Regions from separate parts of the Rattus norvegicus genome. Here region 2 is linked to region 1. The links are chromatin contacts, called in public Hi-C maps. All regions are on one chromosome and are shown on one strand. Each heading gives the region's core, a stretch centred on a gene start, on an enhancer-like site or on the middle of the called end of the contact. The rest is flanking DNA. Distances are from core to core; before and after follow the strand shown. Region 1 has its middle 33 kb from the start of Stmn4. Region 2 holds the start of Dpysl2 (dihydropyrimidinase-like 2).

Region 1 (6,173 bases), core at 694-3,193:
TCTTTCCCAAGAGAAACACCACAGGTTGTGGGTTTTTCTTCTGCACGTCCAAGGTTCCTATACAACTCCCTACGGAGCTCAACCTCACTGCGGCCTAATGATTGACCTGAGCTCTGTCAGCTTAAGAAAGGTCAGTCAGAAAGCAGGGGTTTTAGCGACAAACAAAGCAAAGCAAACAACACAGCATAAACAAGGAAAAGGCCTCAGGCAGCCCTCTGAGGACGCCAACCCTTAAGGCCAGCACCGGATCTGCAGGAGGAAACGCTGCTGAGGCACACAGCTGATGGATCAGGAGGATTTGCCTCTGGGGATGCTCCAGGGTTCTTCTTTCTTGTGGGTTCCTCCTCCTCCTCCAGTTTCTGTCACTTAGCCTGTACTCATTACTGGGCGGCCACTCGTTGCTGTCATCGGTCTTGAAGCTGATGGTCTGTGAAGCTCATTCTTTAGACACTCCAGGGCAGTGAAAGGGTTGAAAGAGAAATTTCCATCTCAGGGCACAAAATGTCCTTGTTCAAAGATGTGTAAAAAGGGGGAAAAGGGGGGTACAGAGGCCTCTTGACACCCTCTCCCTCGTGTATGCGTGTGTGTGTGTGTGTGTGTGTGTGTGTGTGTGAGAGAGAGAGAGAGAGAGAGAGAGAGAGAGAGAGAGAGAGAGAGAGAGATCTCAGAGACCTGAGGCAGCCATGTGCTTTTGTGGTGCCAGCACCCAGAGAGCTGGGGCAGAGGTTCACAAGTTCCAGGTCAGCCTGGATGAAAGACTGAGACCTTGTCCCCCTAAACTCCCACCCACCACAAAACCAATAAGAATGGTGAAAGCAAGATTGAAGAACCAAAGAAAGGTTCTCATTATACTCGGTTGCACAGGCAGGCATGCTACTGTGGAGAGAAATGGTGATTTTGATTAAAAAAAGAAAAGAAAAAAAGAAAAGAAAAGAAAAGAAAGCCACTGTCAATAGATTCTACTGTGTAAATTCAAGAAGCCATGGATCAAATCAAAGACAAAGGCAACAAGAAAGCAGACACATGGCTGAGAAACACAGAGATGCTGATGTTAGAGAGCATGGCACATCAGAATTCTGGCATGCATAGGAATCAAATATAGAAAAAATTATTTTAACCAACCTCTAATACAAAGTCAGAAATGTTTACTACAGAGGAAACAGGAGAAAGAATAATAACATGATAAACAGAACATTAACAGTATCATTTTGCTATAGATGACAGAACTTTATCCCAAGCAAATAAGCATTCAGGGGAATTTATGGGTCCCCTTTCCCCAAGGAGGGTTCTGATTTCTAACTTCTGTAAGCTGGTCCGTGACAGTCTGGTGTATCTTCGTATACTCACACTTACCGCTTTTCTAGACCCCTTCTGCCATTTAAGTTTGTGTAGTAGAGTCTTGCTTCTTCTCACAGGCTTATCTGAGCCTCACTGTGGAGCCGGGCTGGTTTTCAATGCCAGTTCCTCTCGTCCCAGCCTCCCAAGCGCAGGGATTGCAGGTGGGGGTCCCGCACGCAGCTCCCACATCTTCATCTTAAAGCAAGTTAACTGTATTCAATGCACTTAAAGCATGTCTCTGCCAAGAGTCCACATGGACTCAAATTCATTTCTTAAACACACTTGTGTTTTCACATTCAAATTTTTACGTTCCAATCCCAGCTTTCTACCATGCTTTGCAGATTTATCATTGTTTTTAGGACCCTTATTTTATTAAGATAAGAACGGAAGTTTATTTTCATAAAAACTACACGTAGTCACTCTCCCGCCTGACCCCGCCCCCCGCCCTTCAACCTCCCACACTTCCTAAACCCCCTTTCTGGAAATGATGATTGTTCTTCCTCTTGCTTTTTCTTGGCTTTGGTTTTGGACCCCAGAGTTCACTGGGAGCTTGCGCAGTACAGAAATATGACCAGCAGGTGGTGCTCGTACTGTTTTTACTCGGGGAGCAGCAACATAAGTTCTCCAGGATGGATTTGCACAAAAGAGGCATTTGCAACCGTAGCTGTTACAGTTGGTAATTAGGGATAAGGTTGCCATGGTGACGAGGGGTCTTGAGATGTTTATAGCTTTGCAAGAGCCGATGCCAAAGAGCTATCGGATTGCTTCCTTTGATGGTAATGGCTGGCATACTGAGGTCATGCAAATGCCGGAGGATGGTGCAACCTTTGTGGAAAGCTATTCTCCTGCTGCTGTAATTTATGGGGTAAAAGTATCCTGTTGAGAGAAACACACACACACACACACACACACACACACACACACATTTGTATGCATGCACACAAGTAAACCATATTTATCTTATTTCACATTGACTTGTTTACATTTTCTTTATGTTTTATCTCCATTCCCCACATTTCTCAATGTGGTTTTCATTAAAATTCTCTGAGAAGAAAGGCTCCATTCATCTGACAAGCCTGGGAAATATTGCATGCTTGGAGACTCACAGTGCATGCGACCCAGAAAGCCTATAGAAGTCCTGTTTCACCTCCACTTGCTCATTTGCTCCGTGAATCCACGTAAACAGACAATTCATTAACTCGTAGGTAATCACTCCTCATCTTCTTCCCAAGATGTTAATAGACATTCATTAAGTGCAGGCTTAGTTGTAGCCTCAAATTTACATGAGTCTCTCCGGCAAGGCGCAGAGTTCTGTTAAGCAAGCCTGTCAAAGGCTGTGTGGCCAAGACTCAATGGATATTAATGGCTGCTTATGAACTCCTAAGAAATGGTTTCCAATTGAGCTATCTAGCCACGGATACCACAGACTGAAATTATTCATTGTTAATGTCTTCATCCATCCATAACTTTTACTGGGTAAATGAGGCCACACCCCAGACATGGCCCGCAGCATTAATAAATCATTTGTAGCTTAGCATAGAATTATTTTACATCTCGTCACATAGTCTCGGATGCTTTAAATTCAATCTTCTGCTAGTGTTTTTTCCCCCAGAGAGACACCCCCTCTCCCATGAATAACTTATTTGTGATTGATCATAAAATAGAACTTGTTAACAAGAGATTTTTAAAAAGCAAAAGCAAAAAATAAAGGACTGAGAATTTGCTCACACATACTGCCTCCCTCAGGGGTGGGGATGAGGGTGGGGCTGGGGGAAGGGTCACCCCCACTGCATTTCAGTGTGAAAGGGGAGGTCTCATAACTGTCACAAGGAAGGAGGTCTGGTCTTCTTAAACTGTGGGAAGAACAACTGCCCTGGGCCACTAGGCAGTGGCTACCAACAGCTTTATTAACACAGCCAGGCAACAATCCTGGCTGTGCTGATCGTGTTGTAAGTCTAAAGTACTCTAGACCCATTGCAGGCTTTTCCCGTGACTTATCCTCTCCACACTCCAGAAGGCCACTGGATTTTATTGCTGGGAACATTTAAGGACAGGCTCAGCTTGTCAGTCACTCTGTTATTTATCGAATCCTTGATCAAGTTTCCGCCTTAAAGCCTACTAGATGGGTTTTACCAGCCCCATTTTACCAAGAGAAGATGAAGGCTGGGAGGTGCCTTGCCTCATGTGGAGACAACTTGTAGAGTTTAAATAAGGGAACATTTTTTACTCTAGGTTTGTCCAAATCCAAAGTCAAAAAAGGGCAGCAATATTTGTAGAAGAATCAAATTCTCCTCAACGGAAAAAGGAGGAGGAGGGGCTGGAGGAGGAGCAGGTAGCCTGTTTCTTCCACGGGAGGTACATGAAGTTAGTCAAAGGTGTGTGTGGGGTCTTCTGCTGTGTGGACTGAACTTGTATTGGCTTTCATTCATATTTTCTTAAATCTTAAAATTCGGTCAATTTTACACTCACGGCTCCTTTCGATCAGGCCTCCAGTTATTTCAAAGCTGGCAGTTGCCGTCTACTTAGGATCTTTTCATTACCCAGGACAATCTGTCTTAGGCTTCACTGATAATCAACGAGCTGCTCTTTTTAATACTTAGTGGATCAACTTAATGGCTTTAATTAACAACCCACATGAAAATCAATGACCTCCACATTCAGCTACTCTAAGTTTATCTGACTTGTTAGTCATAGGGTAACACTCGCTTTTTGTTTTGTAACACTCCTTTAGATCAGTGGTCCTCAACCTTGCTAATGCTGTGACCCCCCCTTAACACAGTTCACATTGCAGAGACCCCACTATAAAAATATCTCATTGCTGTTTCATAACTGTGATTTTGCTACTGTTGTGAGTCATAGTGTAAATATCTGATGTGCAGATGGTATTAGGTGACCCCTGTGAAAGGGGTGTTCTACCATCAAGGGCTCCTGACTCACAGGTTAAGAATGGCTCCTCTGGATGTAGCTTTCAGCTTTTATACAAGCAACTCCCAACATGAGTCAGGCAGACATCTGCGTCTGTGCATATTTGGTTAGTTGTTGCAAGCTCACTGAAGTCTGACAGAGTTTGAGGATCCAGATGGCGTGATGTTGGACATATGTAGTGTCACTTGTCCCAAGCAGTTCTCTGTGATGCTGAGGTCTTCATCTCAGTCCCTAACCATGTGAACTGCTCTTGTAGTTCCTTCCATAGAAGACACCCAGTTCCTGTTGTTACCAGCAGCTAAATATTGATTAAATAAATCACAGCATCTGTTACCTATTTCTGTTTGCTTCTACTTTCTGGTCCCTGCTAGCTCCTTTGGTCTCTGGGAAAGGAAGGTTCCCTCTCTGTACCTTTAGTATTCTCTTCCTCCCTTCTACCAAAACACACTGCTGGCAGTGATCCTGCTCCAGCTCAGGGACTCTGAGAAGAGCCATGGCCTCTGAGTACACAGCACCCATGGAGTCATTGCTGTGGAGGAATCTCTCCAGTCCTCTTTTCCTAACGTTTGTGTGTGTGTGCGCGTGTGCGCGCGTGCGTGCATGCGTGCGTGTGTACAATCCCAAGTGAAGTCAGCGTAGGATGCTGTTGTCTTCCTCTCCTCCCCTTACATGTCTGACACAGGGTCTCTCACTGAGCCCGAAGTTCCATGTTCCAGTTATGCTGCCTGGATGGGGAGCTTCTGGGATTCGCTCGTCTCCACCCCTGACACATCGCTGGGGTTACAGTACTGTAATCCCATCCCCAGCTTCTACAGGAGTTCTCAGGTTTGCGCTCAGGCTCTCTGGCTTTTACTGCAAGCCCTCTTATATGGAGCCACCTCACTAGCCTTCATGCTAAAGTTGATTCTTCCCACACCCGGCTGTCTGCCATGTCTCCAATACGCGGTATTTCTGTTCCATAGTCCTGCTTTAGGTCACCTCTGTGTCCCATCAATCAATATTTCTAATCCTCGCTCTAGTGCTATTTTTGTAGGTACCACTTTTATGTTTTAAATGAAAATAGAATATTCTCAAACGATTTCTCTCTGGCTCAAATTTATCATAGCTAACTCATGAAGTTTTTCTTTCAGAGGATTTAAAAAAACTTGGAAATTATTTTCTATAGTTTGTTGAAGTTGGATAAAATAAATCAAGTTGGGGGAAACTGAAATCTTGGCACATGGAATAATTTTATTTAGAAACAATTTGCCTTTTTCCTCCTCCTAGTTATTCAAGTCTAATTCTATACCTCAATAAAGCTTTATGGTTCTTCAAATAATTTTCATAAATACTTTGCTAGTGTAGTTGAATACTTTGTATTTTATGTACTTTCTACCTCATTGTAATGCATTGAAAAATCATATATCTGTAATTGGTCATAAACTCTCACTTATTCATTAATGTTTATTTAATTTGGTGGAAGAGCTATTGCTATGCCCAAATTGCAGGGATCCCAAAGAGCACCAAGGAGTCGATTCCAATGCAAACACACAAGGTTCTTCGTTATGAGCTCGAGAGCAAGGATTCTCACTGTCACCATCTCAGCGGGTTGGAAGTGGGAGCCCCGAGTCTAGGGGTGCAGGGTATTTATTGTGGTTACAGCAAGCTTGGGGAATTTTCAGCAGATCAGCAAGTTAATGTTTTTAAAACTGCATTTCTGGCTTAATCTGCAGGAACCAAACATGGGGGCAAAACCACTTGGCAAACAGGATGGCTAGGTTATCAGTTTTTTGCAGGATGTCTTAGGTTTTCTGTATGTACCGTGACCCTGCTGTTGTAACCTGACCGGCTGTTGCTAAGGAGTGGATGAAGCCATAGGATGGTTGCTCAGGTGGACTTTGTGGTTTTCCTCCTGGAATTGGAGTTTAGAC
Region 2 (6,414 bases), core at 2,071-4,570, 500 kb after region 1:
ACAAAGTCAGACGCATAACTGCCCTAGAAGCATCAGTCATTCCTGAGGAGAGGGAGGTAAAGGGCACATTGATTTTTGGAAGGTACCTTAACCAAGGTGAACCTACTGGAGGCAAGCTGTTCGTTGCCTGATTCATCAGAAGCCACTGGCAATGCTCACCCCTGACAAACAACCACCTTTTAAAGAACAATTCAGACCTGAAAGCAAAAGGGCAATTACAGAGCATCTCAGCAAAAGAAGACAATGCTTCTGAAATTACTTTTGGCTAAACCTCATCTTTTACAAAATAAATAATTAAAGAAAATTCCACCCACATTTAGGAAAGTCATGTCTTGGCAAAGTTTTGGTTGGGGGGATGGAAAACAGACCAAAAGTCTGTTGTCATAGCATATGCTACACAAACACAGGATCACCGGCCACAGCAAGTCTTCAGCTCGGCCCATCCACTCCATGCTCATTTATCTGTGGGGTGAATCACAGCAAGTGCAAGGGAAGGACTCTAAAAACACACACCCATTTAACAGGTAAAGAACAGAGCTTCATGATCGATTAGAGACACGGGGGATTTTAAGTCTAATACCACTACAGATGGTTGATCCACTGTTAGGTTAAAAAAAAATATTAAACGATAATCCAACTGAGAAAGCCTAGTGTGTGTAAAAGAAGAAAGGCTTTGTTCTGATGCACAGCTATCCAAAATCTCGTGGGCGGGATGTATGCAGTGTCACCAGCTCGGGCTGGGTGGATGTACGGGTTTATTATTTCAGAAGAGATATACACTGTACAAACAGTGCCCGTTTATTACGCTGCTCCTTTCAGAACAGCACTCATCTTCGTAACAGTTAACCCAGAACTAATCTCAGCGAGTGTCACTTGCATTTTGCAACTACCAAGAAAAGGAAATTATAGTTTCCTTAAAGTATCCATATACTGCTACAGAACAAAGAAAACAAGATACAGTTACACACAAATGTAGCCACTATTGAGCTTGGAAAATATTTTTTGTTTCTGTTACACTGAGAAGCAAGATCAGTTTAGTTTTACACTGTAGGGTCATCCATTCAGGTGAAGGGACTGGGAAAGCCCTTGAAAACAGTCAACATGCAGAGGGTTAACCAAAAATCTTTATTAAACCTAATCTTTATATCATGCTATCAGAGCCTTGGAACCTCTCAGAAGTGAATGGAGCAAAATTCTATTACCGTGGGGAAACTGAGGCTCAGTGAGCTTAAGCCTGCAAGGATCCCTCCTTTTCTCCCCTGAGGGGATTGTCTGTTGTCTAGGAGGCAAGAAGTCCTGCCCTTTACCACCTCCCCTTCCTCACAGCAGTACCTGTAGCAAAACATAACTGTGAATCCCCCAGTCAACGGGCGGGAGAAGAGGTCGGAATTATAGTCTGTTCAATCTAGAGCCTTCTAGAAGCTGGCCACAGTGACAGAGGGAGAGAGCCAATAGGTCCTAGGGCACAGACCTAGATAACTTTAAAGGATGGAGGGGGCGCTCTTTTAAAAAGTGGTCTTGTCGGTTGCCTCTTTTCCCTTCCATACTGTCAAAACAATTTTGTCTTGATCGTGCACGAAAACAGCAAATCGTGAGGTTTGGTAGAGATCTCCCAACCCCCCACTGCCCATATGCCATTCTTCAGCGCGGTGAACATTTACCATTGCCTCCGGTGTGTCAGCCCTTTGGGATCTGGTACCGAAGATTTGCGGGCGGGGGTTGGGAGATGGGGTGCCTTGAGAAAAGGCTAGTACCCACCCTCTCCTAAGAACAACTCAGCCCAAGCTAAAAGCCCCAGGCACACGCCCCCTCCTCTGGGCAACAGTTCCTACTTCTGCAGATGGGTGTGTCCTTGTGCACCAAGGAAAAAGAGGCCAGGGTCCCAGGGCCCCAGAGACAAGCAGAGCAAAAGCTCCTTCTCAAATCCGGCCTTAAAACCCATCTTCCCTATTTGAGATGCCTTTGAATCTGCGTAACCCTGGGTCCTAGCATTATATAACAATGAATTTTCTTGGCGATCCTCCCTGCCTGGGATCTCCTTCGAGGATGTAGAAAATTAGATCGGTGAGGTTTGTTTGTTTTTTTGTTTTTTTGTTTTGTTTTGTTTTTTCAGTAAAAGATGCGAGGGGGCGGGGGAGGCAGGGCACCACCCTCTGCATCCCGGAACATCGTGAATTCCTCGCAGAGGTGTTTGTCCCGGATAGAGGCCCTGAAAGAGGACTGCACCTCGGCCACGACGATCATTGTCTGGAACCGGCCAGGCCATCTGCGCCAATCGCAGCCAGCGCCATTACCTCCGTGAGCTTGCTCGCTGCTGTCCCCAGCGCCCACCCGCCCAGACCGCTTTGTATGCGCCACCACGGCCGCCTCCCTGGTGGCGGAAGGAGCAGAAAAGATGAGAACAGGAGCCGGAAAGGAAATCCTGCCAAGACCCCAGCCTCAAACCAGAGGGTTCCTAGGGTCCTCCGCGTCCACAAAAAGCTCCTGCCCTTCTCTGCTCATCATCGAGTCCCGATCCTCCCTTCCCTCCGCATCATCCCGGTACACCCTGCCCTTTCCAGCATCCCTCCCTGTCATGACGCCTCCAGGCTGTAACTCGCTCTTTCTCACAGGAGGAAGGCTCCAGAAAGCTCTTTCTGGAGAGGGCGGAAGACACGGGAGGATCTTTTATCCCAGTTCCCCACCACCAAGCTCCCGGATCCCAGCCTCGCCGCACGCAGCCGGAGAACAATATCAGAGCGTCGACCATGCATATTCAATCTGGCATCCATTTGCTTGCACCCCGCGGGCAGCGCTGCAGCATCTCGTGCTGACAATGAAAGATACAGCGGATCTGGCGCGCTACCCAAGGCTACCTCCATGCACTCTCGCGCCTATTTCAGTGCCTTGCAAATTGCCTGCCTTATAACTGTTATTACATCTCTAGTCCCCAACCCCCACCTTCACCACCATCGCCTCCGTTGGCAACAAGAAGGAAAAGTTGAGTCTCTTTAAAATGCATTTCTTAGATATTCTATGTCACAATAGGTTGCTCGCCTTTCCCAAGTACCAAACTTACCGTGATGCGTGGAATATTTTTCTTCCCCTGATAAGACATCTCTCCGGGGGGCGGGGGGAAGTAATTTCAAGAGGACAGCTTTAAAGCAAAGAGAGCCGGAAAAAAAGACTTGGTTTAAAATATATATATATTTATATTTGTAGGAAAAAGGTACAATCCCTTAGCTGGTCTTGCTATTAGGAGATTTCAAAACTATAAGAGACAGATGCAATCCTCTGTCTCTTTTTCTCTCCTCCAACACAGATCCAGCTAGGGCGGAAAAAAGAAAGAGAGGGAGAGAGAACAGGAGGGAAGGGGGTGGAAATAAACTACAGCAATAAAAGCCTTGGTTCCAGTCGGCCCCCACCGCGCATGCGCCGCCAGCCACTCCCTTTCCTCCCAGGCAAAAGCCATCCGCTTCGCGAGAGACGCTCACTGATTGGTCCGAATCGTGGGATATGCAAATAAGAAGGGCGGGGCGGGGCTCAGCGCCCAGGCAGCAACTGCTGCAGTGCGCGCAGGGCGCGGTGCGTGCGCCCGAGCTGGGAGCGCGCCTTTCGCGCCCTTTCTGTGTGCCCCGGCGGGCGAGCAGGGACTGAGGCTGGCAGCGGCCCCAGATGCTTCATCTGCAATGCAGGGCACAATGGAGGGGTGATCATCCCGGGAGGGTGAGGAGGGGGCGCAAGCCCGCGACTAAGGGGCTTCGGTACAGCCCGGGCGGCATGCACACGCCTGCCCGCGCGCCAATCCGCGGAGGCGGCCGCTGCAGCCCCGCGTGGGGTGACTGCGCAGAGCCAATGGCCTCGCTAGCGGCGAGCGCGCGACTGCACCGCGGCTTCCCCCGCCCTGTTCGCCAGGCGCGGCCTCCGCCCTGCAGCGGCTGCTGCGGCAGGAGACTGCCGGCTGGAGGAACAAGGACAGCATCCGGGAAGGTCTTGGGCTGCCGGGCACCGGACGCCCCACCCCCACCCCTAACCCGGAACGGTTTTTTGTGACTGCCCGCTATCAAGAATAGGAGATGGAGGCCAGCTCCTGTGGGGCAAAAAAGCCCCAGTTTAACACCCTGGCCGCCCTCCTGGCTAGCATGCTAAGACTGACTCCTTTGTGTGGTTGCGGCGCGTGCAAATCTAGGGAGGAAAAACTGTTGGGACATCCTGAGGCCAGAAGCAACAAAATGGTTATGAAGGAGCTATAACAAGTAATAGGAGAGGTTATATCCCACAGAAGAGGAAACTGAGTCATGGAGAAACATAAGCTCTAGTCACTAAGCCTCCCTTAATGACCCTAGTGGTAAAATAGACCTGGGAGCCTTTGACTGTATCAAACCAGGCTGTATCCTAACAATGTCAAGGGAAGGTTCTCCAGACAGATGACAGAACTTCTGCTGAGGCATGGCTTTGACCTTCTCACCTTGAGATCAAAGAATGCATGTGGACACTGCTTAATCTAGGACATTGGGCACCTTTTTGCAAAAGGAGTTATCTGTTTAACTGGTTCACACCTAAACAAGAATTAGCCAGCTCTAAGACAGAATTATTCTGGGTTTCCCAGTCTTTTTGTTGTTCGTTTGTTTATTTGTTTGTTGTCTTTTGTTCACCTGGCCAAGGTAGGGGTCTTCTGCCTTTCTAGTTTCAAAGGAGATGTAAATTTCAATCCCTGCCTTAAAAATTTAACAGTCCCTGAGGGAGGGGTATGAGGCAGTCTTCACTTTAATCAGTTCGTTCAAGTTCCGATTAAAGCTGTGCATTTTGAAAACAGAGGCCAGTCCCCATATCTTGTTCCAACTGAACAATGTGCACTAGCTGGCCAAGCTGATACCTAAGCACTGGCGTCAGCAACTAGATAGGCGCTGTAATCCTCATATAAGCACTCAGGATGCAGAGAAAGAAGGATCAAGACCCGCCTGAGCAATTACATACATAGACAGCTGAGTGGGCGGATGGATGGATGGATGGATGGATGGATGGATGGATGGATGGACAAACAGATGGATAGATGAAAATAAAGCAAGACCTACCAGGAAAGCTCACTGTAAGGTTCAGCTAGACGTCAGCAGGAGGAGGGCCCTATTAAATCACAGGGAAGAGTAACTACTTGTCAGGCAAGGTTAATGAGATTCCAATTAATTTAGACCAAATTGCCTCTAGTTACATTGTTTGTTTTTGTTGCACTTTCCTGCTCCCGATCTTAATGGCTTTAAACACATCTTGTTATTTACTAATTTGCTAAGGAATATTTTGTTTTGTCCTATCTATCCATCTTATTAGTGTCAAACCCCTTCCTACAGCCATATATACAAGGGTCTTAACCCATGGTAATTGACATTTCTGCCCATAAATGTCCAGAGACAGAAGGTTAAAACTGATTTATCTGCTCTAACTAGAGCTTAAGAGCACATAGAAGGCCCCAGAAAAGAAAAAAAAAAAAACACAACTTTAATTAATGAAGGAAAGTACTTGTAATCGTCATATCTCAGCAAACTTACTGCTCAGTTCAGTGCAGGAAAATAAAAAGGGAATGAAGCATCTGCACCGAGTGATCGGTTAGGATGAGCTGTATTTGATAGCTCTTCTTTAAAGACACTCAATGGACAATCCCTAGGAAGTCATTATCTGGGAATAGGATATTGGAGCCAGCCTCCAGTCAGACTTCTGTGTGTTTAAAGATTAAATGCTCGACAACAAGGATGAATCTGTCTATTCTGCATTCAGTCCCTTCCAGAACCCACTTCCCTACAATTCCTCACCGAGCACCAGGAGAGGGCATGCACTGGTGTCTCTGTGAGACAAGACCCCAGGCAGCCGGTCTTGAAGAAAGCTGAGGGGAGATTTGAGGAGACCTGTCAGAGACTGACTTCAGCCTCCACTACATGCCCATCCCCCTGGACTCCCACACAGTCCCCACCCAGAGCTTCAAAGTAAACCTCTCCTAGCAGAGAAGAAAAGAATACATCCCAATAGTAGAGTGCTTGCCTAGCCTGCTCAGAGCCCAGTGGCCTTTAGCTGGGCCTGGTGGCATAGCCATGTAACCGCAGCTACTCAGGAAGCTGAAGCAGGAGAAACTCAGGATTCACTGCTGGTCTGACCAACTTACCAAGACTGTATCTCAAAATAAAAAAGGGCAGGAAAGCACAGTGTGCTTCCTTTTCTTTTACTTCTGGTTTTTTGTTTGGTCGAGCTTTTATTCAGAGTAGATGCTGTACAGCACACTGCCTGACCCACAGCATATGCTAATGATTGGTACATGAATAAGTTGGCTTTGTCGCTTCATTGTTAAGGTAAAACCAAAAGGCTTTTCCACATTACCACCATGCCAGAAAACACATCAGACTTGGTCTTTCTTTGGCACTGTCACTGTGCTGGGTCTTGGTTCCAGCC

The links. Hi-C and Micro-C count contacts between places; a contact is called where the count stands out from the background.
Region 2: a contact with region 1 is called in a Hi-C map of liver, with 6 times the contacts expected there. The contact joins the promoter of Dpysl2 here to the enhancer-like site in region 1. A contact is called at or near these places in 8 of 12 Hi-C or Micro-C datasets (the A7r5 cell line, frontal cortex, kidney and 3 more) and 1 of 1 datasets of contacts at active chromatin or transcription factors (oligodendrocytes).

The regions. Positions count from the first base shown.
Region 1 is chr15:44,746,303-44,752,475 of GRCr8, forward strand. No RefSeq gene overlaps it. Among named protein-coding and RNA genes, the nearest start is that of Stmn4, 33 kb to the left of the region's middle. Within about 2 kb of position 1,944, at least 7 of the 93 cell types and tissues checked have an H3K27ac peak or open chromatin away from gene starts, as enhancers often do.
Region 2 is chr15:45,245,033-45,251,446 of GRCr8, forward strand. Dpysl2 (dihydropyrimidinase-like 2) reads right to left here and starts at 3,321. Exons shown (of 14, transcript NM_001105717.2): 1 at 3,059-3,321. The coding sequence starts at 3,097.